Regions from separate parts of the Mus musculus genome. Here regions 1, 2, 3, 4 and 5 are each linked to region 6. Evidence: chromatin contacts called from public Hi-C and HiChIP or PLAC-seq data. All regions are on one chromosome and are shown on one strand. Each heading gives the region's core, a stretch centred on a gene start, on an enhancer-like site or on the middle of the called end of the contact. The rest is flanking DNA. Distances are from core to core; before and after follow the strand shown.

Region 1 (4,834 bases), core at 2,325-4,824, 710 kb after region 6:
GCCTCAGAATACTTCTGTCTGAGTATCAGTGTGGAGGACTCTGGGCACAGAGTCCCCAGTATAGATTTCTATTGGGCTTGGTTTAGAATAATCTTTCCAGTGTACAATGCTAACACTATTGACTTTAAATTTATACAGCTAAGAAACTAAGAGTGAACTGAATAACCTCTCTTGGTTGTACAGAGACTTTTTAAGGGGTTTACTGCCTACTTACATCTCAGTCTTGGGCATATGGAGAAACATGTGTTTTCCCTTGGGAACACATATGTGCTGGGATATGTTTCATGGAGAGTATCTAGTAAAAACTGATAGGAAAAAACCCTGTTTTATAGGTTCCTATTTCCTGATGTAGATTCTAGCTCAGGGCTTTGCTAACTACCTCTTGGCCAGCCTGGTTGATTTATGTCCCCGTACCATCACCACCCCACTGTGGATGTGTAGGAAAAACACTGACTCCCATAACCAGATGCTGAATAGGATGTGCACTCCTGTAGATACACTAAACTATTCAGAAAATTCAGGCCCTAGTGGTACAGAACAAGGCTCCCAGGGATCCAAACGAATATGCTCATCAAATTGATAGCCACGTTTACTGAGGTCCCTTCCTCACCAGCTGAGTCTTCTGATGGTTTAGGTCTCACAGGAATCATTTTTTCAAAATAGCCTGATGTTGGAACCTCCTGTGGGCTTGCCAGGCACTGGTCTCCGTGGTCTGTATTCTTCAGGCTCCAAAGCAGTCCCCAGAGGCATACAAACATGAATCATAGGCAAATGTTCTCACACTCAAACATGTTGGTTTCATTGGTTGTTTGAGACAGTTTTGCAGTGATCTTCTTGTATCTGCTTCTCAACTGCCAAAATTATAGGTGTGTAGCATCATCCCTAGAAAAGTTGTTGCTTTGTAATAATGACTACTTACTTAAGGTGCTGGTTATATATGTTTCTCAAAGAATTATATTTCCCTAAGCATTATAATTTTATTCCATGTGTATGGTATATAGAATATATTTATTATTATTATTATTATTATTATTAATCTATTAGTTACATTATCTATTTACTATAAGTACAGGAAATTGTATTTTTTAAGATTTATTTACTATTATATCTAAGTGCACTGTAGCTGTCTTTAGACGCACCAGAAGATGGCATGGCATCAGATGTCATTATGGATGGTTGTGAGCCACCAGGTGGTTGCTAGGATTTGAACTCAACACCTTCAGAAGAGCAGTCAGTACACTTAACTGCTGAGCCATCTCTCCTGAAATGGTATTTTTTATATTGGTTTATTTATTTACATTGCAAATGTTGCTCCCCTTCCCAGTTCCCCCTGCAAGACTTCTTCATTTCAGATAAAGAAACTGAAGCTCAGTGAGGTAAAACATTACAAAGTGAAAAAGTACTAAATTTGCATATTTAATTACCTAAATTTTATAAAAATGGATCTGAGGAAATGGGGACCTCTATTTCCTCTGCTCTAAACTGCATGGACTGCATTATTCTCTCTTCAGTTCTCAAATGAGTGCTGATTGATTTGCCATTCAGAGGACATCTAAACCTTGCTACCCCTTCTTCACCTTAAAGTTTCTGATTCAGGAATTCTGGGTGGGACCAGAGAAATGACATTTCTAACAAGTCCCCAGGTAACTCCCGTAACTACATCTGGAGATGTCCAGTTTGCAGATTCCTTCCAGCTATTCCCATCATCATCATTATCACCAGCACCAGCAGCACCAACAGCAAACTCTTCACTTTCTCAAGTCTCCTGCATCAAGGGATCAAAAATACTTCAAAGAATGATGTGACAGCTAGTCTGTCCCGATTTGACAGTTGAGGGAAACTCAACATGGATGCTGATGAAAGTCAATCCTGTGTCAGTTTTCCTGTTGTTTTAGTCAATATTTGTTGAGGGTAGCATGCGAGAGTATTGTAGGTCTCAGCATCTGCACTGTGGCTGCACCTTTAGTCCCTGTCTGCAATGTGCTTATGGACTGTGGGAAAAGTGATCCTCTGCTTATAGTCATTAGCAAAGGAGACTCAGAAAAAACAGTGTATTCTCTGAGACTTGCTACAATAGCTTCATGTTTTATCTAACGTGGGTTTACTTTCTACTATGGTCTTCAGTCATAGAGAGTCATTTCATTTTGACTTTTATTCTTTGCTTTTTGAGTGATGTTTTGCTATTAGAGTCAGCAAGTGGGGCATCTCACTTAATTTTTGTCTATCTAAAGATGGCCTTTCCATTCTTGAGAAACCATGGCTTTTCTAAAATTTGCATTTCATTTTTAGCATGTGAAGACAGTTTAAGTCCAAAGCAGGAGCAGACACCCTCATCTAAAGCAATTTCCCCGCTATTATTCTAATTTCCATGAAATTAGAAGTCCTGGGAAGATGAATTCAAATAGTCACCTCCATCCTGAGCCTTGCCCCCAGCAATTTGACTCCTTTAAAGAATAAAAGATTCAAGGTTCTTAGTGACTGCTACAAAAAAGAGAATGAAAGAACATAGTATAGTGTGAAGGCTAGCACTGCTTTGTAAAATTTTAATTCAAAAAATTTTCAAGGATTTCATACAAGAGTATGTGTTTATAATATTTCTGCTCCTTCCTCTCCTCTAAGATCGTCTATGCCTCCCACTCCTTCTCAAATTCATAACCTCTTTTTTTTTAGTTACTATTGTTATACACACACACACAAGCACACATTCACCCTGCTGAATTCCTTTAGTGTACCTAGGGATTATTACATGGAATGAGATAACCTCTGGGGGCTTATCCCTATATAAGACTGATTCACCATCCTTAAGTAGTCATAAATTGCTTGTAGAACTTCATCTAGCAATGAGGCCTTTTGAGATTTCCTCCATCCACATTGGCATGTCTAGTCCTGTTGTCATTATAAGAGTCTTGTTTAGATGACTATTTTTGAGATTTCAAGGATACAGCTTCCTTGTCATATATAGAAAATGTCTCAGAAGACTTCCTGGTCCTCAATCTCTTAAATTTTTTTCTGCCTCCTCTTAAGTAATGTTCCTTAGATGTTGGGGTTATATTATAGATGTATCGGTTGGTGAGGTTATAGTATAGATGTATCGGTTAGTGAGGTTATATTATATACTTATCGGTTGGTGAGGTTATATTATAGATGTATTGGTTGGGCTTGGCATCGCATGGTTTGTGGTTCTCTGCATCTTGATGAGTTAGCTGTGTATTTCTGTAATAGTCTCCATCTGCTGCTGCTGAAAAAAAAAAAGCATCTCAGATCTACACTCATTTGTGGGTAGAGGGGTAAGTATTTAGAATGCAATTAGAGATTATGCTGGTTTAGTATTCTTGAATATTCCTTATGTCTAGGCATCACTGTCCCACATTTTAAAGGAGTCATCAGATTAATGTCCCAGAAACCAAAGAGATGTGGGTCCTATTTGTATTGATGACTTATGTGTGAAAACTGAGGCTAGGCAATGGAACTAACTTCTCTGTCCTCTTGTTGGAGGACAGGCCTGCCTGCCTAGAAGAGCTCATACTGTTATAAGCAGATGCATCCCTACTCATTGCAGCCCTTGCATTTTTTATAGGATCTTCTGACTCATTCGGCTTCCTGGTTTTCTGACTCATGACATTAAGCAGGGTCACATCCAGTGTATCCTAGGTGCCCTTTTTCTGCTTTCCTTTCTAGAGTGTTCTGCTTGTGCCACTGTCTTCCTTCTCTGTATATGCCGAAAGGGAAGCCTTCTTACAGACCTTCACTGCCTCTGAATCTGCTAAGCTCGTTAAAGAATAAGCATGGACAAAGCCAGTAGTTTCATGTCAATTAAAGGGGACTTCCTCCACAAATATCAGTATTTATGAATTTAATTTGATTAGAAAATGCATCAGCGAGTAATAGCTGGGCAAAAATCGCTACAGTCTACATTATTTTAAAAGATTTGGTAAAAAAAATTAACTCAAGTTATTGATAGCTCATAACTCATGTGAAGTACATAACATGTTTTCGAACAAAGTTATCATGATACTGATAGGTATGCTTTATTTTGTCAAAGAATTACAAAAAGCATCGACAAAGGATCCCACAACCTATCAGTATGTAGGCTCAGCTTTTTTTTTTCTTGGCAAAACATTCTTCTACTCTTCAAAGGATTGGTGGTTTCATTTTCTTCAAGCTCCTTAAAATGGTTCAGAAGTCTTGGCTAGCAAACACCTTTTTAAAAAAATCAATTTTCCAATAATTTAGACGGAATCAGACTCATATAGCTACCTTTCCCTTCAGGGGGGCTGTGCTTTCAAGATGATTAAAGCGAGGCAGCTGGATAGATCCTGAGGAAATGGGCTTGGAAATGTCCTGTGATTTGTTACGGACCCCAAAGCTTTGATAAAATGAAACAGAACCCTAATAAGCCTCTCAGCTTTGTCATGGGGCATGGCAGTGGCAATGGTGCAGGGACAGGGAATACCCATGCAGGCTACACTGGCATCCCCTTTCTACCCAGACTTAGACTTTTAGCTGGACGTGGGACACATTAAGGCCTTTGTTCTCAAGAGTCCTCCACATCTGTGTTTTGGCTGGTGAGATATGTGCAGGCAGGTAGACCAGGATTCTATAAGAGGAGGTGTAACTACTTTCTTTTCTCCTGTGGTCCTGAGTCAGGTAGCTGAAGATGCAATAGTTTCTTGGAGTCAGGAAAGCTAAGGTCAGACCCACCTCTGGAGATGGGATGCTAAGGTTCTTGGAAGTCACCATACCATACTTAAATTCTCTGTTTCTGAGCTTCCTTTGCATATCTATATATGCTTATTTCTCTTTTTTATAAGGTACAAGTTTGTGGATTTGTAGC
Region 2 (4,638 bases), core at 1,616-4,115, 680 kb after region 6:
TGTGGGTTGTATGTATTGTGTTGTTTTGCTTCTAACTTTTGCACATATGGATCACCGGCCTCACCTTAACCCACACCACCTCCCTCTTCTCCCAGGAACCAACCCTGGATCCTCTGGAAGAACAGTGAGTGCTGTTAACTGCTATTCCATCTCTCCAGCCACCTTTCGGCATTTTTTAATGCCAGATTGCTCTGAGTGTCCTTGAAGCCATTTGCCTTTCCATGGTTGCTTTTTACTGTTTATTCTTAAATCTTAATACATTGCCTTTATAACTAAACTCTGAAAATAAATATTCGTTTCCTTTTTTATTTAACTGAAACAAAGTTGGGTTTAAGGAAGACAGTTAGGTATTCTTAAGCATGAAGGTTGAGAGAAACAAAAAATGCTCAGAAGACATTAAGCCACACTTCAGAGCACTGGTATAGAATTTTCAAAGAGTCCCTGAAAGTAATGGCATCCTGAAAAGTGGGAGAGCCAATTTCCCCTCCAGGGAGCGTCTCATTGTTATCCATGGCTATAGTGTGTTTCTCCTTCCTGAATACCTTAAGTTTTACCCGAATGCTTCTCTGTAAAAAATGTCTCAGTGAACTGAGACATCTTATTTTCTTTTTGTTAAGAAGAATAGAAGGGGTAAAGCAGTAGATTGGGACATTCTAGGAGGAGGGCTCAATCCCCACTATGTGTTTTACATGCACAGATGCATACAGACAAAAGAAGACACAAAGGAGGTAAGCAATGGAAAAACAAACAGAACATCAAAATTACTCTTCTCTTTTCCATGTCAGGTTTTGCTTTTGTAGTGTCTTATGAAGTAATTTTCCTTGATGATCCTGAGTGAACATCCAATTAACAAGAGTCAACTTGATAGCATATGTGTCGTGTGTGTGTGTGTGTGTGTGTGTGTGTGTGTGTGTGTGTTCAGGCACATATGTGCCATGGTATGCATATGGATCAGAGAATAAGCCATAGAATGGGCTCTCTCTTTTACCTTGTGGATTCCAGAAATGGAATTTGGGTTGTCAGGCTTGGCAGCAAGTCCCTTTACCCACTGATGCATCTTTCTGGTTCTCAAAAAGACTTTATTTGATTAGAACAAGGTTTCAGGGTCTGCCTTACTCTTTCCTAATTAATTCAAGTGACCTGTCCCACCTTGCTGAGCCTCTGTGTCCTTTCCTGTCACATGGGGCTACAGTACAATATCTTCTTAAGGTTCTTGTGAGGTTTAGTAGCCTCCACAACCAGACTCTGCACAGTGCCTTGCATAGGGATTCCACCCTTCTCAGCCTGTCCCCTGTGTTTCATATTACCCCACATTAGCATCATTTTTGTTTTGTTTTGTTTTATTTTATGGCAAATCCAAATCCATAAACTGAGAGGATTTCATCCAGATTTTGGACTATTCGGTAATAACTTCTGATCTTTTGTTTTTGACAGTGAGATGTCTTTCTCTGAGAGCATGGGAAAACTACCTCAGCTTTTTTATGTAGTCATGACCACATTTGAACTGTTACCAGCAAGTCTAACTGAAAAGGCAACTCAATATTGCCCTGTGCTTATATTATTTTGCTCTGTCAGGAACCTGTCAGCAAGTGTTGATGAAGTGCAGAGCCAGTAGTAACAAGCGTGCATCCTGAAAGCTCCCTAACACAAGCAGCCGCAGTCGGTGCAGTGCTATTTCTTCCCAAAGAAGCCCCTCTTGTCTCTTTGCTGATGTCATTAGTGGTCCAGCCCCAGTCATTATATCTCCCCTAGAGCAATATCTTCAATGCTGCTAATTCAGTCTTTTGTATGCCTTGAACAACACAGACCCATCACAGGCCTGTGAAGTACCAGAGGCTGCAGCCAGGAATATCTTGGTAATTTATCCCCATCCTTACCTCTAATTATTCTGTTGTTCACTGGCTTGCTCAATTGAGACTCTCCAGGTTCTACATTCCCCAAGCAGAGAACAAAAGGTTTCCCTTGAGAGTGGGGCCTGGCCCTGTCAGTGCAGTGAACTGTGCATAAATTATGCAGCACTGTGGCTGGCTTTCTTTTCATAGTCTTGCTGGAGAAATTCCGGAGAAAGACCAGGCCCCTGGAACTGGGCTGGCTTATTCTTCTGAGGTTGCTTTGCTCTGAGTGTATCTGGAGAGCAAGAAGCACCCCCTGCCCCCTTCTTTTTGCTGAAGCTGCTTCAGGTTCTTCAAGAACTACAAGTGTGTTTGGTCTTTTTTTTTTTTTCCTCACTCTCTACCTGTCTAGGAAAACACAGCAGGTGCCCGCTATTAAGCTTTGCTCCGATTCCTTCATTTGACCCCTCCAACTAGACTAAACTGGCTGGGCTCTCCTTTCTGCTTTCTCAGTTATCTTTACCTCTATGAGACTGGCGCACTACCTACTGCACTAACAAGGCTCCTTTCAATTAGCCTTACTTTAAAATAATATGATTTTTTTATTAAGTCTTTGAGAATTTCATACAATGTATTGATCCTATTCACCCCCAATCCCTCTCCCTAACTCCTCTCCGATCTTCTTCTGCCTCCCTATCCACCCCAACTTTGTTTAGAAAATATAACTCATAATGTGTTGCCCCCATATCCTTAGGTGTTGGGCTTAGAAGCCCTTCACTCTCTGTCCTAGAATATTGACTGGCTTGATCTTGGGCAGGCAGCACCCATGGCATGAGCTCAGGAGCACTGTGGTCCCTGCATATGCAGAGGCCCTTTTCAATGTAGTCTTCCCATGCTTCAAGCTACCCCCACTGTCTCTCTTTCCCTCCCTTCCCCCTCTTTTTTCTCTCCCCTTTCTTCCCTACCTTTCCCCTCACTCTCTTCCTCCCTCTCTTGTCTCATTTGTAGATGGATACTCCATTGACACTTCCTCTTTTATACTTTGGCCAGAAGTGAGTTTCTGCACCATCTACCACGATCCACTGCCCAAAGAAGTTTCCCTGGTAAGGGCTGAGGGCTGCACTAATCGATGGATAGACAGAAATGAATTTAGAGGGAAATTTGATAGCCATGTAGATAGTATACAAGGATAGTGGTAGTTCAACCCTGGAACCTGTGAACTTTCCAATCTGGATTAACCTTATGTTGTTACTATTTTGGTTTATTTGTCTATGTGCATAGGATATGTTGTTTTGTTGTTTGCTTTGCTTTGATGAGATCCCCACAAAACTAATCTTCAGTCCTTATACCCTGGCAGCCAGAGCTCTGGGATCTGGGTTGAGAAGGAGCCGAGGGCTGACTTGCAATGCCATAGATCCTTACTTATTCTCTTTCAGGATGCTTTTACCCTTAACCATCTTCCTGCTGTGTGGTCCAGCTATATCTCCCTGTAGACAGTAAGGATGCCTGTCCCTCTCAGACCCTCTGGGAGTGAAACTCAGCCTCTGTGCTTCCATTCTTGTTCTCTCTTACTTCCTTGTGAATTTTTGTCTTGAAGTAATATTGAACGGTCTGCAATATGTAGAGATCATTTTTCTTCCCTTTAATAAAATAATGTGGTAACACACTCATATGTCTTCTGTCACTCAAGCATCCTTGAATGTTGCTCATATGTATTTTTTTGCACGTAAAAAATTGAATTCATTGCATGTCATGTCGACGTTTGTGAGCACAGCCTATGTTTTCTATTTGCTGTAGTGCTGTTGTTTGAATTTTGTTACATCTTATCTTAGCTTTAGCAATAAAGTAAGGAGCTATTCTGGAGTCCAGAGTACTTCAGAGGGGCCAGTTCAGTGAATGTTAGACTTTCTGGTACAACCACAGGGACTTCTAAAATATTATTGGAAGGTTGGCTTAAACTATTTACTCAGTTGCTCTAGTACTAATAGCCCCACTAAAGGTTTCTAGTGTTGTTCTGGTAAATTTTGTTTTTCTGTGAAATTGTACTTTCGTCTAAGTTTCCACAACTGCATAGTCTTGCTCATGTTATCCTTTGGCTTTCTTTTTCTGTCAATGTTTGCCTTCTCTGTGGTAATAGCTCCCGTTTCCTTCTATGACATTTGTTACTTTTAGCTTTCATCTCTGCTTCCTCTCTTTTGCTCATCATGTTTTCACATTGACTCACTGAGTTTTCTTCTCAACCTCATTCTAATCTTTCAGTTTTTCATGATTTTCCAAGGTTTCTGATTAGGTTGTTAATTTTCAGGGCTTTTCCCAGTGAAGCTCTTTATTAAGTACCACTTACACCATTTAGTGCCTGCCTATAAAATGCTTTTTTCCTTTCTCCTATACAAATATGTAGAAATTGTCCAACTATATTCATGCTGTTTAATTCCACAGTAGAGGTAATTATAATTCATTTTTATCATTTACACAATTCTTCAAAGTACTAGAAGGACAATATCATATTTCAGAATAATTATTTATGTTTTTTTCATTTTTGCGAGTTATTATTCTTATATATTTTCTGTGTTTGTGAATGTGTTGTGAGCAAGTGTGACGGTTCGTGTGAGTATGTGTGCACACGTGAGTAAAGACCAGAGGTCAACCTCCTATGATATACTAGGTTCCATCCTCCTTACCTTTTTGGAAACAAAGTCTCTTTGGGCTAGAGTTCACTGATTAGGCTCAGCTGACTGCCAAGTGTCGGCCTGGCAGTGAGTCCCCAGGGTCACCTGTCTTTGCCTAGCCAGTGCTTGAATGTGTA
Region 3 (4,937 bases), core at 1,001-3,500, 610 kb after region 6:
CCCTTGTTGATGATATGTTGAAGTGTCTTGAAACTTACCCATTACTCATTAAAGAAATGAAGAGTACAGTCTCTCTTTAAATGATTATTTATAGAATTCATAATGTTTATAATGTTATTAATAAATACCTTTATTTTACTATTATTACTTTCATTTTTACTTAGCCACTGATTAATGAAAATTTTTGCCCATGGACTAGCACTATGGTTTTGGCATTTGAGAACAGCTGCTGCATTCGACCTCTAGGTCCATCAGCATTGGCATTTTGTGAACTCCAGAGACATGTTGGGAGAGGCGGGGACCATCAGAGAGATGCCTCTTACAGTTGTCTTGGTAGGCAGCCATGTGGTCTGGCCTTGTTTGGGGGGGCCAGAGGTCTGTCCAGGGACCTGAAAGAGAGTGGATCATTGTAGAAGTATTTATCCAGCGCCTCCCTAGCTCTTGGAAGCAGCAGCTGGATGGTGGTTATAGGAGGTGGGGCTCGGGTTCATGGCCAGGATTTCTCTCCAGTTCTTCCCATTGTCTGTATGATCTCGGCGGCTCATGTGCCTGAGGCCCTGAGGTCCCTATTTATGAAATGGAGTCCCTGGCATATTGGGTGTCAGAGTGGATACAGCAAACTCTTAATTACTTGATGCAGTAGTGCCTCTAACAGAACCTCTTCAGCATGGCTTCTGCTATTTGTTGTCTCAGTGGTCCATGTCTTCTGACTCAAAAATCCCCCAAAGGTATGCATTTGAGCATCATTGGAGAGATTACTAAGTCAGAGGACTCCACTGCGCTACCTGTTATTACAGCATTGCTAAGGGGTCTAAACTCTGTGAATCAAAACATTTGATTATTGGGATATATTTTTGATATGCTTGTTTCTGTGCCCAATTAAGTAATCCAACAGTGAAGGAGATAGGGTTCACATTGTTTAAGGGACAAGGCCTTGACAAAAATTATGCTTAATCTTTACAGACAGCTTTTAGGAAAGGATGCATACATGTAAATTTTAGTAGATTTACTAATTTATAAGCTTGTTGACACTATAAAATAAAAGATACTACAATAATGTTTAGTTAGGTTTAAATCAGAGACTTGCATTAGTAAGGGATATTCATATGTGAATATTTTATAAAGTTATGTAAAGTCATCTGACCAGAAAAACTGTCACTAGATATTATCTTATTTTGGATTGTGTTCGTATAAGTTTGAGTGAAAATTTTATTTTCAAAATAAACCCTCATTAAAAAAAAAGCTATTCTCCAAACCAAAACAATTTTAAAAGGATGTTTTCTTTTGTTAATTAATAAAAAAGTACACTAGTCACCTTTCTGTTCCCAAAGTCTCATCACTTTACAACAGAATCACAGCCTGGTCACCATGCCTTTGTCTTTAGTTTTATGGGCTTTGTGGGACACTTAACCTAAACTATAGCAAGATGCTCTGTGAAATGGGATCCCAAATGAGTCACGGTAAACAGACTCTGACCTCTTTGAAACAGAGGTTGCTTACTGTCTGCTCTTCAGACTTTGAAGAAAGATGAAGAAAATCACATTAGCAACTTCTACTAGGATATTGCCAAAATAACACTCATCCATTTGAACATGAACCTCTCAGTTCCTATTTAAACAGGAGCTCCCAGGTCCTATCTGAAGCAATGAGATATGCTAAGAGGGGCACACTTACTGCAGTCGCTGTCTGGTAGAGTTGGGAGGTCTGTTTCAGATTGTACTCAAGTTTTACACAGCTCACAGGCCAAGGTCACAGGACAGGGAGGTTGTCTAGGGGGTAAGGTAGGGTTAGATTAGGAGTACTAGGGGTAGTAGAATTTGTAAGGGATACTCTGTGGTACCTAAAGAATGAGCCCTGAAGAATGAGCACTAGGTAGTCAAGGTCCTTGGAGGTCTGTTTATAATTGGAATTTCCTTTTGGAACATCATGGTATAGATTCCAGTTGCCCATTAGCCACAGTGAGAGAAAGCCAGCAGTTGTTTGCCACCCACTTCCAGCTCTCTCACTCTAAGGACATTAACCTGAGAATTCCAAGGAGGAGCTTTGAGCACTCTCATGGCTCAGCTTCCTTTCTGATTAGGTGGAACATTCATCTTACTCCACACATCTCGAGAGTAGGCTACACAGTGCCCTAAGGCGAAAAAAATCCCAGTGTTAGCCCCTCTCATTCATGGGGATAGGACTGAATACAAGATACAGACCTTTCCACCGTTCCTTCTGAGTGGCATTTGACTCAGACGGTGACATCAGACATGACTTCATTCATTTAAAGGAAGGACTGAGAGAGTCAGGCTCTGCCCTTCTCTCCCCATACACAGTCTCCTTGAAGACATTGTTGTGTTCCCACTGCTTCCCACAGAATTTCTTCCTCTTCTCCTCCTCTTCCTCCTTCCTTCTTCATACTCTCTCTGTCATTGTCTTTCCCTTATTTTTCCTTCCATTCTGTTCATAGCTCATGCTTAGCCTGTTCTTTCTTTTTACCCAATACTCCCTTTGTCTTTTTGTCCACTTGCTTCTGTTGTTATTTGGCCTCCTTCTTCCTACTTAATCTCCATTGTTCCTGATCTCTGTGTATATCCTCTATTTGACCTGTTTTCCTTCTTCTCTGCTCTTTGTCCTCTTGTGAGAAATGCATGAGGGAGCTGGTTCTCCTTCCTCTTGACTGTTCACTTCTGGAATCTACCAGGTGCTTGCTGTCTCAATTGTTCTAAAGCTGCATACGCAGTCACCCTTTCCTCAGGGATGGATGGTGTCTGCCATTCCTTTCTGATTTCTTACTGATTTTAGGAGAAGTCTTTCTGACTGGCCCTCTCACAGTTTCTTCTCCTTGTTCATGGGCACAGTTGATGAGCCCTTATCAATGTTGCCCAGGCCCTGATGTTGTCTCTCCTTCCCTCCATCTCCCCTTCCTCACTTTTTAACTTCCCTTTATATTCATTTCTTTCTCATGGCAGTGCTTTCCTTGATAGCCATACAGATTCTGTGCTTTATAAAGCAAGTATTTTGGAACTTGAACAGTCATCAGGAGTAGTTCACATGTTCTCCCTAGCCAGCTTGAGGATTGTGAACAAGATTTTGTAATCAGAGGCTGGAGAGATGGCTCATTGGTTAAGAGCATTTGCTTCTTGTTCTGAGGACCAGTGTTCAATATCCAGTACCTACATGGCAACTCACAACTATCTGTAGCTCTAGTCCCAGGATATCTTCAATTTTCTGGCCTCTGCAGGCACTTCACATATATGGTGCACAGATGTACAAAATATATACAATAAAAGTAAAGGAAAAATTATTTAAACAATTATAATAATCTCCAAGCTTCCTCTTTAGTTGTATCTTCCAGCACCTCATAGACCCCAGAGCCAGACAGCAGGGAACACAGTAAGCTCTAGTGCCACTTTGTAGTTTCCTGGCTTTGATAAACTGGTGAATTTAATTACTCTTTGCTTCAATTTCATGTCCTATAACGATTACTGAATATCTTAACACACACACTCTCTCTCTCTCTTTCTCTCTTTCTCTTTCTCTCTCTCTCTCTCTCTCTCTCTCTCTCTCTCTCTCTCTCTCTCTCTTTCTCTCTCCTATAGGTCTTCTGGGAGACCATATAATCAAATATGTAAACTGCTTAGAACAATACTTAGTATTCAGGGAGCACTTCTGAAACTAATTCATTTGAATGCTAATTCCACTCCATTTCCCCAGTTTTTGGAGTCTGGTTATTCTTAATCAACTTTGATTCTGCTATTAATAGTTCTGTCACCAAATACATATGGGTCTCACGTTCTTCATATCAATGTTTAAGTCATAATATTATAATCTGCGTTCATTCAGTGAGGCTATGCATTTATTTGTTTGTTTGCTCTTTTTGGCATATGCTAAGTAAATGTCTATCTCCTTCACAGTCCTTGCTGCTCTTAAGTAACATGAAGGCCTATGTCTCCCATGCTCGATTCTAAGCTCCTTTTTAGGAAGAGTCTATAGTCTATTCACCTGTGTCTTTAGAGTTATTATCAGAATCCACCCCCCCCAAACAAACCCCTTATATTGACAGTGAAACTGATTCTGACAGTCTTGGCTGATGTCTAGTATGTGCTACAAATTCTGGGTTAAGATGTAGGCTAGGAGTGTTCACCTTAGCCACAAAGCCCTTGTAGAGTTTACTACCTTCTTCACAGACCTTTGAAAAACAATACAAGACATGTTCATAAAAGAGATGCTTTCTGTGTGGTCTGATAGCTGTGTGACTATCATGGGGGGAGATTTTTAGGGCATTCTCATCCCCTATTTTTGCTTGAGCAATGAGGGAACATATCAGTCATGGCCTTTGTGTGTGTCTAGTGGGGAGTGGTGAAGGAGCCCTCTAACTCTTGCAAAATGAACAGGTAAGGCCACATATTTCTAAGTAAGCCCCACAGAATGTTTAAGAACACCTACCTTTCAAGGCTGGGGATGAATAAAATTCCCGGGTCAGGATTGTTGGGGAAGAAGAATGTGTGTCTGAGTTTGATGAGAACTAATACCTGTTTGTCCTCAGATGTCCTAAGGCCTTCCAATCTGATGCAGCTCTTTTCCCATTGCAGTCCCCTCTATCAGTGGCTGCTTGGCAGCTATGTAATGGTGCTGTGCTGACCCAAGAACCCATGCCAGGAAGTGAATGAATCCATTTTCCAATTAAAATGAAACTTCTCCAAAAGACCTACTCACCCGGAGAAGAGAAATTTGTCTTCCTGGCAGTCAGGCTTGGCTAGAATATGTTTCTGCTCCCGAAACAGCCTGAGAAAAGCCATTAACTTGAATGGAAGGGAAAAAAAAAAAGGAAAGAAACTAGGACAGTACTTACTAATTCATGTATCCATTCATTCCTTATTTTCATTTCCACAAACTCTTATTTAGTTAGTACATCTCTGCTCATTCATTCTTAGTCTTCCATTCAGCTAGAA
Region 4 (4,623 bases), core at 2,005-4,504, 730 kb after region 6:
TTAAAACATTTCATTCTGAAGATTTAGCATGGAAACATGTGTTGAACTTGAGAATCATGTGAGAAAGACCAATTCCACAAATTTTGAGCCAAATTTGAAGCAAGCTTTAATTAAAAACTGGCCAAGATGATAGACTCTGGCCAGGACCTTTCCAAGGTTTCCAGAAAATAGCAAGAAGTCACATTTTGCGCTGGCTTATAAAGGCAGACCCATAAAGCTTCATATTTCCCATCAGGTCCAATCAAAGGTATGTATCCTGACATACTTTCTGCCTACATACCTCCTGCCTACATCCAATCAGGGGCAAGCATACATCCTGATGTATTTCCTGCTTAGGTATCTTTCATCTACATGTGACCAAGCACATCCAGTGCACCTGGGTCAGACTTGTTTAACAAATGAAAACATAAACAGTGGTCTCTAGCATTTCAGGAAGTATCTGTCCTGAGGCAAGGGGTTTACAGATTAGAGCCGTTTTTGTTTTATGAATCTCTTAGGCACAGTAACTAAAGCTTAAAACATAACTTTGGCTCTCACACATGACCACAGGGAGACATTTTTTCCACTCTGGCAAACTAAATTCCATTATTGTGAATATTTTAACACCTTTCATGGTTTCTGCAGCTAACTCCCATGACCTCAAACACCTACATCTCATCACACACTAACATCACAGACCCCTCAAGGTTTTTAGCTCAGCCAGAGTGAACTCTGTGACCTCTTTGTGCTAGGCAGCATCCAACATATCGGGCACTGATAGTTGTGATAACTGTAATAGTGTCTACTACCTGCTGGTCTTTTGTTGTATGTGGGATGCCAGCAATTGTGCTTCTTAGGCATTATCTTGATGAATTATCGTTACCACTCTAGGAGGGAAATAGCATTATTTTAGAATTCTTATAAGCAAGGAAGTTTGCAATGGAAAGAAATCACTTGCCCAAGGTCATAGCCCTGAGAGTAGGAAGGCCATGGACTGCATCCAAGATTATGTATTACCTAACCTGAACTCCACAAGCTATGCTAACCTGCCTGCCTCTGACAATGCAGTTGAAAGAGCTGAGCCCTCAGTGCTGTTATCATTGAAATTAGAAGAGGAAGGTGCAAGGTCTTTCTTATAAAGAGCAGAATGATGTAATTCCAGACACCATACTGTGGGGTTCTAGAGGAAAGAGGGATTAATTACGATCTACCTAGGGAAGGATTTTTAGGAGGTAGCCTTAGGCTAGGTGAGAACAAAATAGGTCATCAACAATTATCTAGAGAATTAGGTCGTTGTGGGTGTCAGAGCTGATGATTTCAAGCTAAAAGACTACAGCTATGCTCTGAATAGTTCAGAACTGACTCCCATACCTCTGGAAGCTATTGAATTTTGCCAGCTATTCTAGACTCCATGTGACTTACGGGCCTGGCTTCCTTCTGCATGCTGCAGAGGGAAAAGAGTGACATTCTATAGTAGGAGGTATAGAAAGCAGAGGAAGCCTAGTGAGTCAGGAGCCATGTTGTGAGTCTAGACATTGCTTCTGTGACGGCTGAACCATGAGATATGCACTTCCTTCTTTGTATTCCTGGTCTGTAAGGGTCGATCTAGGAAAGGAGATGGTAGATGTTCTTCGTATGTTAGAATATTGTGGACCTTAGGATTTTGTTCCTATATACAGCCTATCAGTGGGGCTTTGCTTTCCGATTCCTTGCAGTCTTTACCTTACCCGAGTTCCTAAATTCGATGGTAATTTAGGAAAATTTCAGCCTTTGGAGTCAGACCTTTGAATCCTGACCCTGATCTGATCCTCAAATGTAACCCCTCTCTTCCCTTCCTGGGTAGATGAATAAATTTTGAAATTCTTTTGTAGTTTTGTTTCTATTCTATGAAATAATAAACTCTAATACTTCAACCCTAAGTTATAGGACCTACATATATTGCTTTCTAAAACAATTTGCATTTCATTGATTTGTTATTAGGACGGAAAGTTATACGAACAGAAATGTTCCAAGAACAGTTACCAACAGCTCATGGACTTGAATAATTATGTTGTTGAAATACAAGATGTTCATACTGCTCTTCAGCTCACTGACCTACTGCAGTAACTAGTTGCTAATTAGATTTCTTTGAACCAGCTTGTCCAGCTGGGAGGACTTGAGAGCTGTATTCTGCAAGAATCTGGTATATGTAGTCTCTTGCTGCCATAGGAAGAGTCTTTGTGCCAGCATGCCTTCTGCCATTTTCTAGGTATGTACATTGCTCTTGATGTGTGTCATTGTCCTGAGTTAGAAATGAGAGTGGATCACTGGTGGGATTATATTAGTTTCTTTACTAATTTACTAATTTATCCCCCAGTAATATCCAGGGTTGAGAGTCAAATTTAGTGTTCATCTGTTTTGTTTACTTTCTACTGAAACTCTGTACAAGGTGGGCACATATAGGTGTGCAACTTTAATCTTTTTGTTCAAGGTGATTGATCTATGTCTTATGATCTTAAAAAATAAACAAAAATGTGTAATTTTGCTAAAGTAAACATTACTTTTAAAAGTATGTTTTAGATACTTGGGAGTGAAAGAAATAAGATGTAGAGAGAAAAGTCTGTGAGCTATTATCTTTCTACTGGAAGAGATGTATAAAACCAAATATAGGGATATGGTATGTAAGAGTTATTTAAAAGTACATTTAAAGCATATGGAGTATAAGGCATATTAATACCAAGTAAGAATACAAAGTCAGGGATCTTCCATGTGTATCAAACTGTCTAAACTATGGAGTAATTATAAGACATGTTAACTAACAGATGTAATTCAGAAGTGGTATTAGAAAGAACTAGTACCTGCTAGAAAGATCTCCTCTATCTTAATCCTTAACCTAGGTGCTACTCTGGGACAGTGTGTGCACACAGTAGATGTCTATTCACCCACCGTTTCTATAATAAGTGATAATGAATATCATACAATTTGATGTGAAATCAGTAATGGAAATGGAATTTAGTTTCTAGTCACAATGACATGATTTCTAGGAGGTGTATCAGATGCTGTCCTTAAAGAGTGGAAGAAGAACACTAGCTTTGGGTTCTCAGGAAGTCTCTACTTGGATGAATCATTTAATACAAGTGTAACTCCAATTCAGGAGCCAAGACTACTACAATCCTTTTAGCCATTTTCTATCAGTTGTCCCAGTTTTCTAGAAAATCCTCAGAGCTGACCTACCCATGTGATCTGAGTCAGGATAGGCCTTACCATTCTCTGGAACCATTCAAGCATGTGTCATGTCTGTGTGAAACGCCAAACTTAAGAAATGCCTCTGAATACTGCATAGTGATTGAGAATTGTATGTTCTCAGTCTTGTTACCCACTTTTAAATCAGATTGAAAGTAACTTGAGTTTGAAATAATTCCAGCATTCTCTCCAACTGGCAAGGCAAAGTGTCCTTTAGCACAATCTTGGACATAATCTGGTTGGCCTGTCAGCCTTGCCCAACCGAGCTGGTACCAGCATTCCACAGCAAGCATAAGGAAGCAGGGTCGCATGCCACCCACGCCCAAACCTCTCTGACATTTCCGTGGGCCTGGAGCCAGATCTCCCCCTGTGTTTCATCTCCCTCTCAGAATACAAAGGAACACTGAACCTTCCAGTTAATTCAATACCCTCCCCCCCCTTCCTGGAGAGGATAACAGTTCTGTTGACCATTATAATGCATCTTCTGTCTCCCAGCAATCCACATAGTCATTAATTTCTGCTGCTGACATCAGGAAAGAGGATTATGTGTGTGTCTGAAACTGTTCCCAGAGTGCTCATTAGTCATAGATAATTGAAAAACTGGTAGGGGAAGGTTTGTTGTAATAGGAGCTCTGCTTGTGAAGAGGGACTGCAGCTACCCGATAATTGTAGGCTCCAGCTTGGACCACTCAGGCCAAATATGTCCATTCACATGGGAATTCATGGGGCCCAGGAATCCTCAGGGCCATCTGATATCTGAAGGTGAACAAGTAACACAGCCAGAGATCAGAGTGTAGGTGAATTGCCCATGGGTTTCTCTCCTATCTTTAGCGTGAGGAACAGGACTTGGAAAAGATGCAGGAAATTTGCTCTCATTTTGTTTTTATTTAAACTTAAGCCAATTTGGTTTGTTTTAAGCAAACACACGAGGTCATGATCTGGAAGGACATAGATGGTTCAGGAGAGTACTTCACAGCACATCCTATCTGTACTGTTACAGAAATCAAGTGGTTTTTTTTTAATTTTTAATTTTTATTTTTCTAGAAACTTCTAGAAGTACATGTGCTCATGTACTTGAATGTTTAGAATCTTTAAAAGGATCACAAATATGAGATCCTAAGAGCACTATTCTACATCCTGGCTTTGTCCCATATTTTATCTCAGTCTTTCTCCCAAATTCATACCTTAATTCTTCCTCAAGTATTTTCTATATAGGATTCTGTAGAATAGATGAAATGGTTTGTTTATTTGTTGTTAGTTTGCTTGCTTGCCTGCCTCCTTCCTCCTTCCCTCCCTCCCTCCCCACTCCTCCTCCCTCCCTCTCTCTCTCTCTCTCTCTCTCTCTCTCTCTCTCTCTCTCTCTCTCTCTCTCTCTCTTTCTTTCTTTCTTTCTTTCTTTCTTTCTTTCTTCCTTTCTTACCA
Region 5 (4,664 bases), core at 822-3,321, 670 kb after region 6:
ATTGCTTGTCTTTGCCTGAGCTGGGAGTGCTGGGCCAGCCACAGAGGAGCCCAAGGCAGCCTGGCCTCATCTCTGTGAAAGCCCCACAGAATGTGCAAAGCTAAGGTGAAGTGACAGGACTGAGTGGCTTGGTACAGGTTTTAAGAGGTCATTCCCTTGGAGGCCTTGGAGAAATTAATGGTAATAATTCTAGGACTTTGTTTTTTTTTGTTTTTTGTTTTGTTCCAGACTGTCAACTTAGTGGTTAGTGTGCACAAGCTCACACAGCCTTCCCTACACCACACATACACACACACACACACACACACACACACACACACACACACACCCCACACACATATGTTTGTAGAGATTTAAGGTTCATGTTATTGCACAAATCTTCAAAGAAGTAGAATATTGTTTTATATTTTACTAGTTTACCAGCTTGGTTTCCCTTGGATACATTTCTGCCTCTCTTGTCAATCCAGTTCATTTGATGCTATTGATTTTATGAAAGCATATTCTGGCAATTTGATCAAAACAGACCTGAAAATATAACCTTCCAAATGCAATTATCAGGGAATATGGAGTTTGCTTTTCTAGGGCTGAAGTCATTGGCTAGCAGCCTGCTGTGGCCTGTCCTCTGCTCCTCACCCTCATCCCAACTGCCCACTGTGAGTCTTGTTTTCTTTCCTTTCTCGTTCAGGGCTATTTTCAGCATACATACACGTACACCTATGCATGCACAGGTGTACACACAAGCGCACTGGGCATTTGTGGTTGAATCAATGAGTAAGTCAACATCAGCTGTCGGGACCTCAGGACTCTGGTTTGAATCCACACAGCTTGGGCGATCCCGAGTTGTGAGTGAGTGGTAGCAAGTACAGATTGTTGTTGTTACTGCCTGACAAACCCAGCCCATAGTTCTTTCTTTGCTTCTTTTCATTTGGCAACATTGCCTGAATTGTTTCCAATGAATTTTAGAGCTGCATGGTCCTGTTTCAGAGCTGATTTCTCTCTCCTCTGGCTAAATGGCATCCAAATCAAAATGCCACTTCCTTCCCTCTTCTCATTCCTTAAGCAGCAATCGGGAGTAAGCCCCAGGCTGTAAGTGGCTTGTTCTAGTATCTTCAGGTTTTTTTTTTTAAGAGCTAATTTTCTGGTCCAAATTTAGACAAAAAAAGCAAAGAATTAACTGGCAAAGAATGCACCACAGTTAGAGAGAAAATAATTACTGGGGCTTTTCTGCTCTGTGATAACAAACTGGAGGCAATGCCAGTTCTTACAGCACTGTCCACACCCACTTCTATTTGAAACACAGTATTGCTACAGGGCCCTGAAAGTGGTATCCAAATGTTCTATATGGCATGCTTTATGCAAACTCCCACATATGCTGGTTTGACACCCATTATGCAACCCCTCGCATATGCTGGCTTTAGATTCATTTCTTGTCCTTTTGGTAGAGATTCCCAGAGTAGTGAGATGTTTTAAGTACTTAGAGACATTAGTGGTTTCTACAGGTGTCAGATCTGTTTGTGGGCCCTGCGTATATACTTACTGCTAGGTCAGATAAGGACTCTCCCATGAACTGGGTCAAATTTATATGGAAAACTATTTCTAACAAGTGCCTATTATCTTTATAACCATTATTATTATCATTATTTAAAATTTCATTCAACCGACTTTCTTCTCCAGTATGAGGGTGATTGGGTGGATGACATGCATAAAGGCATAGGTGAATGAGAGATGGCTAAATAGATGAATTGATTGGTTGTTTTTAATCTCTTGTCTACAGTTAACATCATTAGATCTTTCCCCTTTATTATGAGAGATTGCCAGAATGTAATTGATTATATACACAGGTCTATCAGAGTACAAGAAATTGCCATGTACTCCTAGGAATTAAAATGCCACCGTTCATTGATGTTACCAACATGAAAATTAGTCCTGTCCCTCCCTCTGTTATCTATAAATGTAAATCTGATATTATGTAACTATTTGAGATTTTTCAGTAGCATTCTGCATCCTGCAGGAAATGATTCTTATGACATCCTGTAGGAAGTGAGTCAGTATGCCATACATGTCCCACTGTGGCCTGGCTGATCTCTGAGTCTCCATCTCACTTCCTGACATTGCCCTGGGACACATGATCCATTGGTGTGTATCTCCTCATTCTTTATCACTCTATCCCTTTGCTTGTGTTGTTTGTTCAACACTAAGGGCTTTTATTTAGTTGACTTTCACCTCTGACCTCTCTATTTTTTTTTTTTGGAGTGGGCTTATATTATCACAATAGCATTGGCACAGATTATTGAATTTCTCTTTTTTCTGATAGTTTGGCAATTTCCACTGAAACATCTTGGAACCTCCAGGGTTTGTACATGTATTGCTTTCCATCAGTGTGTACAAGTTTCATGATCAACCTCAAATGCCAGAACCCAAGGTTTCTCAACTCTGATACATAAAGTAGGAACATATTTGCCTGGAAACTTTCACACCCTATAATTTAAACCATCTCTATATTACACACATTATGTAATAAGATGTAAGAACAATATAGAAATCGTTGCTATATTTTATAGATAATAATTATAAGGAAGAAGCCCATGTGTGTTCAGTGTTCAATGAAGATACAGTGGTTTGTTTTTTTTTTCAAATATTCTCCATTGAGGTTCATACATTCTCCATAGTATGGAGCCATGACTATGGAGGATGGTCAGGTGTGCTGTAATTGAGGTGATGCTCCTGTCTACATGGTCCCAGGTGGGCACTAACATACCTTCCTCTAGGCTGAAAAATGGAGAATGGATGAAGAAGGGCCACACCTTCTCTTAGGAGCTGCCGCTTACTAAGACATACATGTTTAGTCTCAGCCCCTGGCTTCTGCCATAGAGACCCTAAAACATTTACTTTCCCCCAGTGCTAGGCAAGCTCACATCATCCTTTATTCTAATGAGTGATGACTTCCTATTTAATGACCTAGAACTATTTAATCATTTGGGATGCTCTGGGTGACAGGAGCATTGCTTATTTTAATGAGGCAGCACAGGGTAGCCTTCTGGGTCACGTAGAACTGAGGACTAAGCTCTAGGAAGTCTAAGTCATGGTTAGAAGCTTGGAACTTTCAACTATAAATTCTCCCACCACCTCCCCCAAATCTACCCTGTCTTTCTGGAAGTGCAGAAACAGTAGAGATTGTGTTAATCGGTCATACTATATGCAGAGCCCCCCAATATCCCTATTAGGGGGAATTTGAGAAGCTTCCATGTGGTGAATGTGTCATAGCTGGAGGCAGTATACTGGAGAGGGAATGGATGCTCTGTGGCTTTCCTATGCATCTTTGTTGATGTCTCGCTCCATCAGCTTCTTCCTCTATATCCTTTAAAATAACCAGTTAAATGTAAATAAATTGTTTTGTTGAGTTCTGTGAGCCACTATTGTAAATTTCTAGCTGCTCATTCAGAATTATGGAAGGCTAGCGCTTTCTGATGACACCAGAATAACATTAGTCTTAAAGGACTGTACATTTAACCTGTGGGCTCTTTCTCACCTATATGGAGGAACTTTAGAATTGAGTTATAGGATATTTATTTGGTATCTGGAGAGAAAGAATTTCTGTCCAGACACCCCTTTACAGTTTGGTGTCATAGCATTATAAGTAATGAGATTATGCATCCCCATAAGAAGCATATTGCAAGAGCCATAAATATACCTGCTTCCAAGTCCATGTTCCATGTCCCAGCAGATCCCAGCTCTGTAGAGCTGATAGTAGCAGCAATGGTCAGAGGAGACTGGCAGCAGTCACAGCAGTAGGAAGTGGAGCAGGGCCAGTGTTGTAATTCCCCATTCAGTCCAGAGGAAGTTAAGGTAGAAAATACTTTCGAACCTAGGGTTCTCTTACTTCAAAGCTTGTCACCAGGGCTGCAATCTAGTCTCATTGCATGGTAATTGTTTCAATGTGCGGTTGTCTTTCCTACTAGATTCTGAGTACCTTGTGAAAAGTGATTTTTCCACTTCACTGTGCATCTGTGGAGCTTAGCAAGTGGAGTGGAAGAGACAGGGAGCAGTGAGAATTTTGGATGTTTGAACTAGCACTATTGACATTTGGGACCAAGTATTCTTGGTGGCTATTCTATTGTGCATTGCAGGATCCTGAGCCCCGTTTCCTGCTGCTCATCCCTCCATCTCCAGTCAAAAAAACTAAAAAAACCAAATGGCTTTGGATGTGGCCAAATGGACCCAGGGAGGTGAAATCTTCCCATAAGGCTGGTTAAAATTCAGCGAAGGTCAAGCAGCATGCAGTTGTGCTCACACACACACACACACACACACACACACGGGCATTTCAGAACCTGGTGGGCTGCTCAGCATGGATGTCTTTCCAGACTAAGCTTATCTGGAACAGAGGTTGATCCCAAACTGCTCACAGGTTCTCTGCCCCAGTTGGAGCAGTGGTCTCAGTAAGCCAAGCCTTCCCAGGGAAAACCAAGGAGGGCCCTTCTGGAGGCAGCTCCAGTGGTTCACAGAATAAGCTGTATGGCTTGGAGCTACCTGCTGAAATCTCATCACCTTCACCAGCGTATGCTTTAGTATATTTCTTGGCAGTGCTGGGCTACATTCTGTTTCCTGTTCTCCCCTGTCCCCAACTCCATTTATTTCCATATGTGTCACTGTCAACACTTCCA
Region 6 (4,859 bases), core at 1,264-3,763:
AAAAAAAATTAGAAGCAATACAATGACCAAAATGAAACAAATTGGAAATTTATAATCTAAAAAAAAAATACTAAGTGAACAAATAAACAGAATTCAATAAATTAGACTAAAATTTTGGTTCGGCTAAATATAAAATATTTAGTTTAAACATATACCCCTCCACACTGCTGTTTAGCTGGGAAGTCCTCAGGGCCTTTCCTGCAGAAGTTGTAGAGATGGCATTTGGCTCTGGCATCTTCTGAAGATGTCTCCCTCATGCTTACCACCTAGTGGAGGAGTCTGGGATGACTGCTGCTTTGCATGGCTGGCATCGTCCTCCCACTGGCTTCTCTATTTTCACACATAAAGTACTAAGAGTAGTCAGTCCTTTACACAGCGGCTGCCTTCCCCTGCAGCTGATTTCCCTAGAGACCCAGATGAAAACAGTAGTATTTCTTATGACTTAGCTCTGCCATTCCCCAAGCATGACTTCTGTTCCATTTGGTTGGTCAAGAAAGTCTCTGACTCGTGTAGGGTGGAAGAGGAGGACTAGCTTCCTTCTCTCCATGAGAGGAAGTGAAGAGAGTAGCATGTTTAATTTCCATAACAGAACTTCCATCACGGAAACAGAAGAGCAGAGAAGAGCAGCTCATTGTCTTTGGAAGTTTGATCTTACATGCATATTTTAAATATCATGTGGTTCTCAGAAGAACTCAGGGGAGATGTTATTATCTCCATCTTAGGTGAAGAAATTTTTGCTTCCCTCAAGCCTTGACTTGCTAGTCAATAGCTTAAAAAATTCAAGCCCATTTATTTCTGATTCAAAAGTCCTGGTTTCTTTCTGTGAACTACACAACTACTCAAAATTACATAATTTTCACTTACAGAATATAAAATTCGGTTCTGTAAATGCCTATGAACTAGTAAACTTGGAAAATAGTTTTTACAACCTTACTAGTCCAATATATGCTCTGAGCTAGTATTTAGCAAGCTGCCTATGACCCGGTCCATTGTTTATTGATTTGATGAAGTGCCCTAGCTTAAGCAATTTAACATAAAAGGGACTTCCTTTGGCTTCCTGTTCCACATGATGATGTGCCCATGATGTTGGAGAGGACATGGCAGAAGGCAGAAAAAACATGGTGGCAGGAGTAGGAGGCTGCTGGTCATATTGCACACACACTCAGGAAGCAAAGAAAGACCAGGAAGCAGGGCCATGTCATAAAGCCTCAAGGACTGCCTCCAGGGACTCACTTCTCAAAGGTCCTGTGGCACCAGACTGTGGGGACTCTCCTCATTCAAACCACAGCACCTCACTAGATGGGGGAAGCTGCTTTCAATGAGAGGCTCATGCTGGGAGTGTTCTCACTGTAGAACCAGAGCAGAGCAAGGGACCTGCCACACAGTGGGAGGATGGGATTTCCCAGGACTGTGCTTCTGCGATTCTGATTGAAACTCATAGCATGTCCACTAAATCCTAGGGCTGAGTCTGTCTGTTCACAGCATTTTGTAGAGTCCTTGGCTCACATGCACAGGCTCTAGGGTCCTGTGTGCTCAGCACTGAAAAATGAATAAGAATAACAAAATGGAGATCATGTGACACAAATGAGGCTGAAATATGATAATAAAAGAAAAACCTGAGGAAGGTATTAAAATAAAACAACATGCACTTTAATAATTACAGGCTGGAGCACATCTGTATGGGATGACAGCATTAATGGTTCTCAGACTGTGATGACATTTTAATTAAATCTTAAAAATGCTACTACTAATTAATACTCATAAAAATACAAAAAAAATTTCTGGCAAAAGGCGGCTGTTATGGAAGCTCCCAATGGTCACTTTCTGCAGGTCACTGATAACAAGATGCTGACAACTACAGACCACCTCTGGCCTCAGACCCCGATTTGAGTACATTATCCAGGGTTAGAGCATCCTTGTGGTTTTTTGAAAGAAAATTAAGACTCAGATTCAGACTCAACTTTTTTACTACATGGCTTGTGCCAGACTTCACAGGGCAAACCTAGTAAAAGTGAGGAATAAGGTCTAGTGCCCATAAAGTATTTGTATATTGGCAGAAGCAGAAAAACAATAAGTTAATCATTTTTAAACCTTCATAAAATGTTATCGTGATGTGAAGCTTGAGGCAATACAAGATTGCCTCCCTGAAATTGCCCCAACTTCCAAAATTCCCTGTCATATGATCATATTCTCTTTACCACAACATGATTAATACAAGTTTTCAGGTCTTCCACATCTCATTCTGACTCGTAGCCAGACTTCAAAAGAAGGTCAGAGAATGGGAGAAATGCCCCCCCCCCCTTTCTCCCAAGTTCATGTTTCCATAAAGCCCGTGGCTGCCTCTCTGCTTCTGTAGGAGTACAGACGGGACACGATGGTATGAGAACTTAATTAGAGCATCTGTTCTCCTGTCTGCTGATGAGGAGTTTGTGATCACAAACAACTCAGACAGGGCCATCAGCAGCCTCTGGAGAGGTACCACCCCCATAGCATTTGTGGACCACACACTGGTGTGTGAGTCACCTCTTAGGATGAGTGAAGGTTGACTCAGCTTCAGAGAGCTTCCTATTGAGCCAGCAGTTGCTCTAAGTCTTGGAAAGAGAACAAAACAACTCTGGGAGGAAATGATCATCTCTTCATCAGCTCTGAGGTCGCTAAAGCTGGAAGAGGGCCTTGCTGCTCACTAGCAACAGATTCATGGTTCTCAGGGATCAGAGGCTCAGATCAGCATCTTCTGGAGGGACAACTTCCTCACTTTCCTCAACAGTGCTCTCCAAGGGCATCTGAGACTTACTTCTTCAGGAATGGTTTCTTTTATTCACTTATTGTATGCAAAATAATCCACACATGCTATTTTATCTCAATCTCAAAACAAGCATGATACCTGATCCCAGAACCCTTCTGGATACCCATTACCACAGGCAGTACTGGACCCTGTGTGTGCTATGTTTCTTCCTATACATTATGTTCCTCTGTGTATGTTCCTATAAATTAGGTATACAGAGAGATTAGTGATACTACTAATAAGATAGAACAAATATAAAAATACTATAAATACTCTTAAAACATGACTTTGTAGACTTTTCTACTTAATATTTTGGGGCTGCGATCTAATGTCACTAAATAAAATTAGATTCTTGGGTAAAGGTGACTGCTGTAAGAGATATTCTATCCCAGTTTCTACTTAACTGATTCAAATTTGAGCATAATTAAACAGCTAAAGAACCCATTAGAAATCCGGGAGCCAGTAAGCAGAGAACTGGCTCCAGCCTTCTTGCCCTCAGGTATGGAGACTCAGTGAATGCCTGGTGTCAGGCAGATCTCTCATTCTTCCTTGAGAACATTCCTGTCCATTTACTGCACATGCACATTTGCCTTGGTTCTGTGATATGTGCCCAGAATGTAATGCCAAGGGTAAGAAATACCGTGCCCCAGTCCTTGACCTTCCACTGTCTAATGATGGGTGTTTGATAAATCCTCTCAGCTTTGAAAAGGGTCCTGAGGAATGAAGTATGAAGCACATCTCGCCTCGTCCATGGTACAGCCCAGTGTGTGCTTTTCCCAAAGGCACGGGCACAGAAAGAACACATCCAGAAAGAATCCCAACTCTCTGGGAAGTAGCTTAGGATGGCACAAATAAGATTGGAATGAAAATGTAGAACTCTTAAAATGCCAGAGACCCGTTTCGTGAATTTACTATTATTTCACAAGCAGAATAGGTGAAGGCATTCTGTGTATGGTGTGGAGGAAGGACATATACCTTGTGAAGTGCAGGTGGTGTTCTTCGAGGTACGATTACAGATACTGCTTACTAATCATTGACTGTATCCTAGGCTTACTTTAATCATTTTATGTGCTAGTACACTCTATGGAGGTGTTGGTGCAGTGGGTCACACTGAGGAACCCTGAAAGGACTTTAGGAAAGTTGTCTGAAGAGCGAAGTCTGCTGTTTATCATATCATCATTGCCATTGTCACAATTCTTTATGAGTTCATTGAGAATTTTATCATATATTTTCCTCATGCACCCCGTCTCTTCCATATCTAACATTTGGGAATTTGGAAGAGAAAGGGGGTCTCACTCTATGACTTTGACTGGCCCAGTGCTTAACTATGAAGACCAGGTTGGACTTAAGCTCATAGTAGTCTTTTGGCCTCAGCATTCTGAGTGCTAGGATTACAAATATGAGCCGCCATGCCTCTCTTCCAAGATCATTAAAAAAAAAAAAGTAAGGTCTGGTATTAAGACTCTGAGTTGCATGATAAAGCTTAAATGAGCATGCGCTGTTTTATTACCAGCTATAATGATATTTCCTGTAAATACATTTTGTCTTACTTATACCTCCAGCTGTGTGGTGATAAATGTACAGGTGTTTCTTCTAGAAAACAGGCTTGAAGGGAAAGGTGACAGCTGACATGTATAAATTACAAAGGGGGTGGGCAGTGGTGACGCACGCCTTTAATCCCAGCACTTGGGAGGCAGAGGCAGGTGGATTTCTGAGTTCGAGGCCAGCCTGGTCTACAAAGTGAGTTCCAGGACAGCCAGGGCTATACAGAGAAACCCTGTCTCAAAAAACAAAACAAAAACCAAAACCACCACCACCACCACCACCACCACCACCACCACCAACAACAACAACAACAACAACAACAAAAAAAACCAAAACCAAACAAACAAATTACAAAGGGAAGGAATTTGACTGTGGACAAAATATGGTATGAGCCCCGTTGGATCTACTGGACGGAGCAACTTTCTACTCTAATGTGAATGCCTGGGCTTAAACTGAGGTGAGGTAACTTTGCATAACTATGCTCATTTCTTCTCTGACAATCTGATAGTTAAGTCACGTTGTGGCAGAT

Evidence for each region. HiChIP or PLAC-seq counts read pairs in DNA pulled down with a chosen protein or histone mark. A called contact is a pair of places that touch in the nucleus more often than the background predicts.
Region 1: a Hi-C map of bone marrow-derived macrophages shows a contact between it and region 6, with 13 read pairs. The contact joins two enhancer-like sites. A contact is called at or near these places in 2 of 15 datasets of contacts at CTCF or cohesin (large pre-B cells and stem cell-derived epiblast-like cells), 26 of 484 Hi-C or Micro-C datasets (CD4 T cells, LSK cells, the STO cell line and 16 more), 4 of 115 datasets of contacts at active chromatin or transcription factors (CD8 T cells, the NIH/3T3 cell line, Th17 cells and 1 more) and 1 of 9 other capture datasets (embryonic stem cells).
Region 2: a Hi-C map of bone marrow-derived macrophages shows a contact between it and region 6, with 16 read pairs. The contact joins two enhancer-like sites. A contact is called at or near these places in 1 of 15 datasets of contacts at CTCF or cohesin (large pre-B cells), 2 of 484 Hi-C or Micro-C datasets (bone marrow-derived macrophages and liver), 7 of 115 datasets of contacts at active chromatin or transcription factors (differentiating embryonic stem cells, embryonic stem cells, epiblast stem cells and 1 more) and 1 of 9 other capture datasets (embryonic stem cells).
Region 3: a contact with region 6 is called in a Hi-C map of bone marrow-derived macrophages, with 13 read pairs. The contact joins two enhancer-like sites. A contact is called at or near these places in 4 of 15 datasets of contacts at CTCF or cohesin (CD8 T cells, the NIH/3T3 cell line, large pre-B cells and 1 more), 3 of 484 Hi-C or Micro-C datasets (the C2C12 cell line, bone marrow-derived macrophages and palatal mesenchyme) and 3 of 115 datasets of contacts at active chromatin or transcription factors (CD8 T cells, bone marrow-derived macrophages and fibro-adipogenic progenitors).
Region 4: a contact with region 6 is called in a CTCF HiChIP or PLAC-seq map of the NIH/3T3 cell line, with 8 read pairs. The contact joins two enhancer-like sites. A contact is called at or near these places in 3 of 15 datasets of contacts at CTCF or cohesin (the NIH/3T3 cell line, large pre-B cells and stem cell-derived epiblast-like cells), 39 of 484 Hi-C or Micro-C datasets (3T3-L1-derived adipocytes, the AML12 cell line, CD4 T cells and 24 more), 4 of 115 datasets of contacts at active chromatin or transcription factors (a beta-TC-6 cell line, bone marrow-derived dendritic cells, embryonic stem cells and 1 more) and 1 of 9 other capture datasets (embryonic stem cells).
Region 5: a Hi-C map of bone marrow-derived macrophages shows a contact between it and region 6, with 15 read pairs. The contact joins two enhancer-like sites. A contact is called at or near these places in 2 of 15 datasets of contacts at CTCF or cohesin (the NIH/3T3 cell line and large pre-B cells), 3 of 484 Hi-C or Micro-C datasets (bone marrow-derived macrophages, liver and myocytes) and 1 of 115 datasets of contacts at active chromatin or transcription factors (embryonic stem cells).

Annotation. Positions count from the first base shown.
Region 1 is chr4:95,712,742-95,717,575 of GRCm38.p6, forward strand. The region is part of intron 6 of Fggy (FGGY carbohydrate kinase domain containing); the gene reads left to right. Among named protein-coding and RNA genes, the nearest start is that of Fggy, 160 kb to the left of the region's middle. Within about 2 kb of position 3,575, at least 22 of the 459 cell types and tissues checked have an H3K27ac peak or open chromatin away from gene starts, as enhancers often do. A contact at or near this core is called in the NIH/3T3 cell line, the STO cell line and bone marrow-derived macrophages, where this site is marked.
Region 2 is chr4:95,682,971-95,687,608 of GRCm38.p6, forward strand. The region is part of intron 5 of Fggy (FGGY carbohydrate kinase domain containing); the gene reads left to right. Among named protein-coding and RNA genes, the nearest start is that of Fggy, 130 kb to the left of the region's middle. Within about 2 kb of position 2,866, at least 96 of the 459 cell types and tissues checked have an H3K27ac peak or open chromatin away from gene starts, as enhancers often do. A contact at or near this core is called in bone marrow-derived macrophages, where this site is marked.
Region 3 is chr4:95,611,196-95,616,132 of GRCm38.p6, forward strand. All of the region lies in intron 4 of Fggy (FGGY carbohydrate kinase domain containing), which reads left to right. Among named protein-coding and RNA genes, the nearest start is that of Fggy, 56 kb to the left of the region's middle. Within about 2 kb of position 2,251, at least 4 of the 459 cell types and tissues checked have an H3K27ac peak or open chromatin away from gene starts, as enhancers often do. A contact at or near this core is called in bone marrow-derived macrophages, where this site is marked.
Region 4 is chr4:95,730,302-95,734,924 of GRCm38.p6, forward strand. The region is part of intron 6 of Fggy (FGGY carbohydrate kinase domain containing); the gene reads left to right. Among named protein-coding and RNA genes, the nearest start is that of Fggy, 180 kb to the left of the region's middle. Within about 2 kb of position 3,255, at least 81 of the 459 cell types and tissues checked have an H3K27ac peak or open chromatin away from gene starts, as enhancers often do. A contact at or near this core is called in the NIH/3T3 cell line, the STO cell line and muscle stem cells, where this site is marked.
Region 5 is chr4:95,665,735-95,670,398 of GRCm38.p6, forward strand. The region is part of intron 5 of Fggy (FGGY carbohydrate kinase domain containing); the gene reads left to right. Among named protein-coding and RNA genes, the nearest start is that of Fggy, 110 kb to the left of the region's middle. Within about 2 kb of position 2,072, at least 25 of the 459 cell types and tissues checked have an H3K27ac peak or open chromatin away from gene starts, as enhancers often do. A contact at or near this core is called in bone marrow-derived macrophages, where this site is marked.
Region 6 is chr4:94,999,073-95,003,931 of GRCm38.p6, forward strand. All of the region lies in intron 2 of Gm12694 (a long non-coding RNA gene), which reads left to right. Among named protein-coding and RNA genes, the nearest start is that of Gm12694, 22 kb to the left of the region's middle. Within about 2 kb of position 2,514, at least 67 of the 459 cell types and tissues checked have an H3K27ac peak or open chromatin away from gene starts, as enhancers often do. A contact at or near this core is called in the NIH/3T3 cell line, the STO cell line, bone marrow-derived macrophages and 1 more, where this site is marked.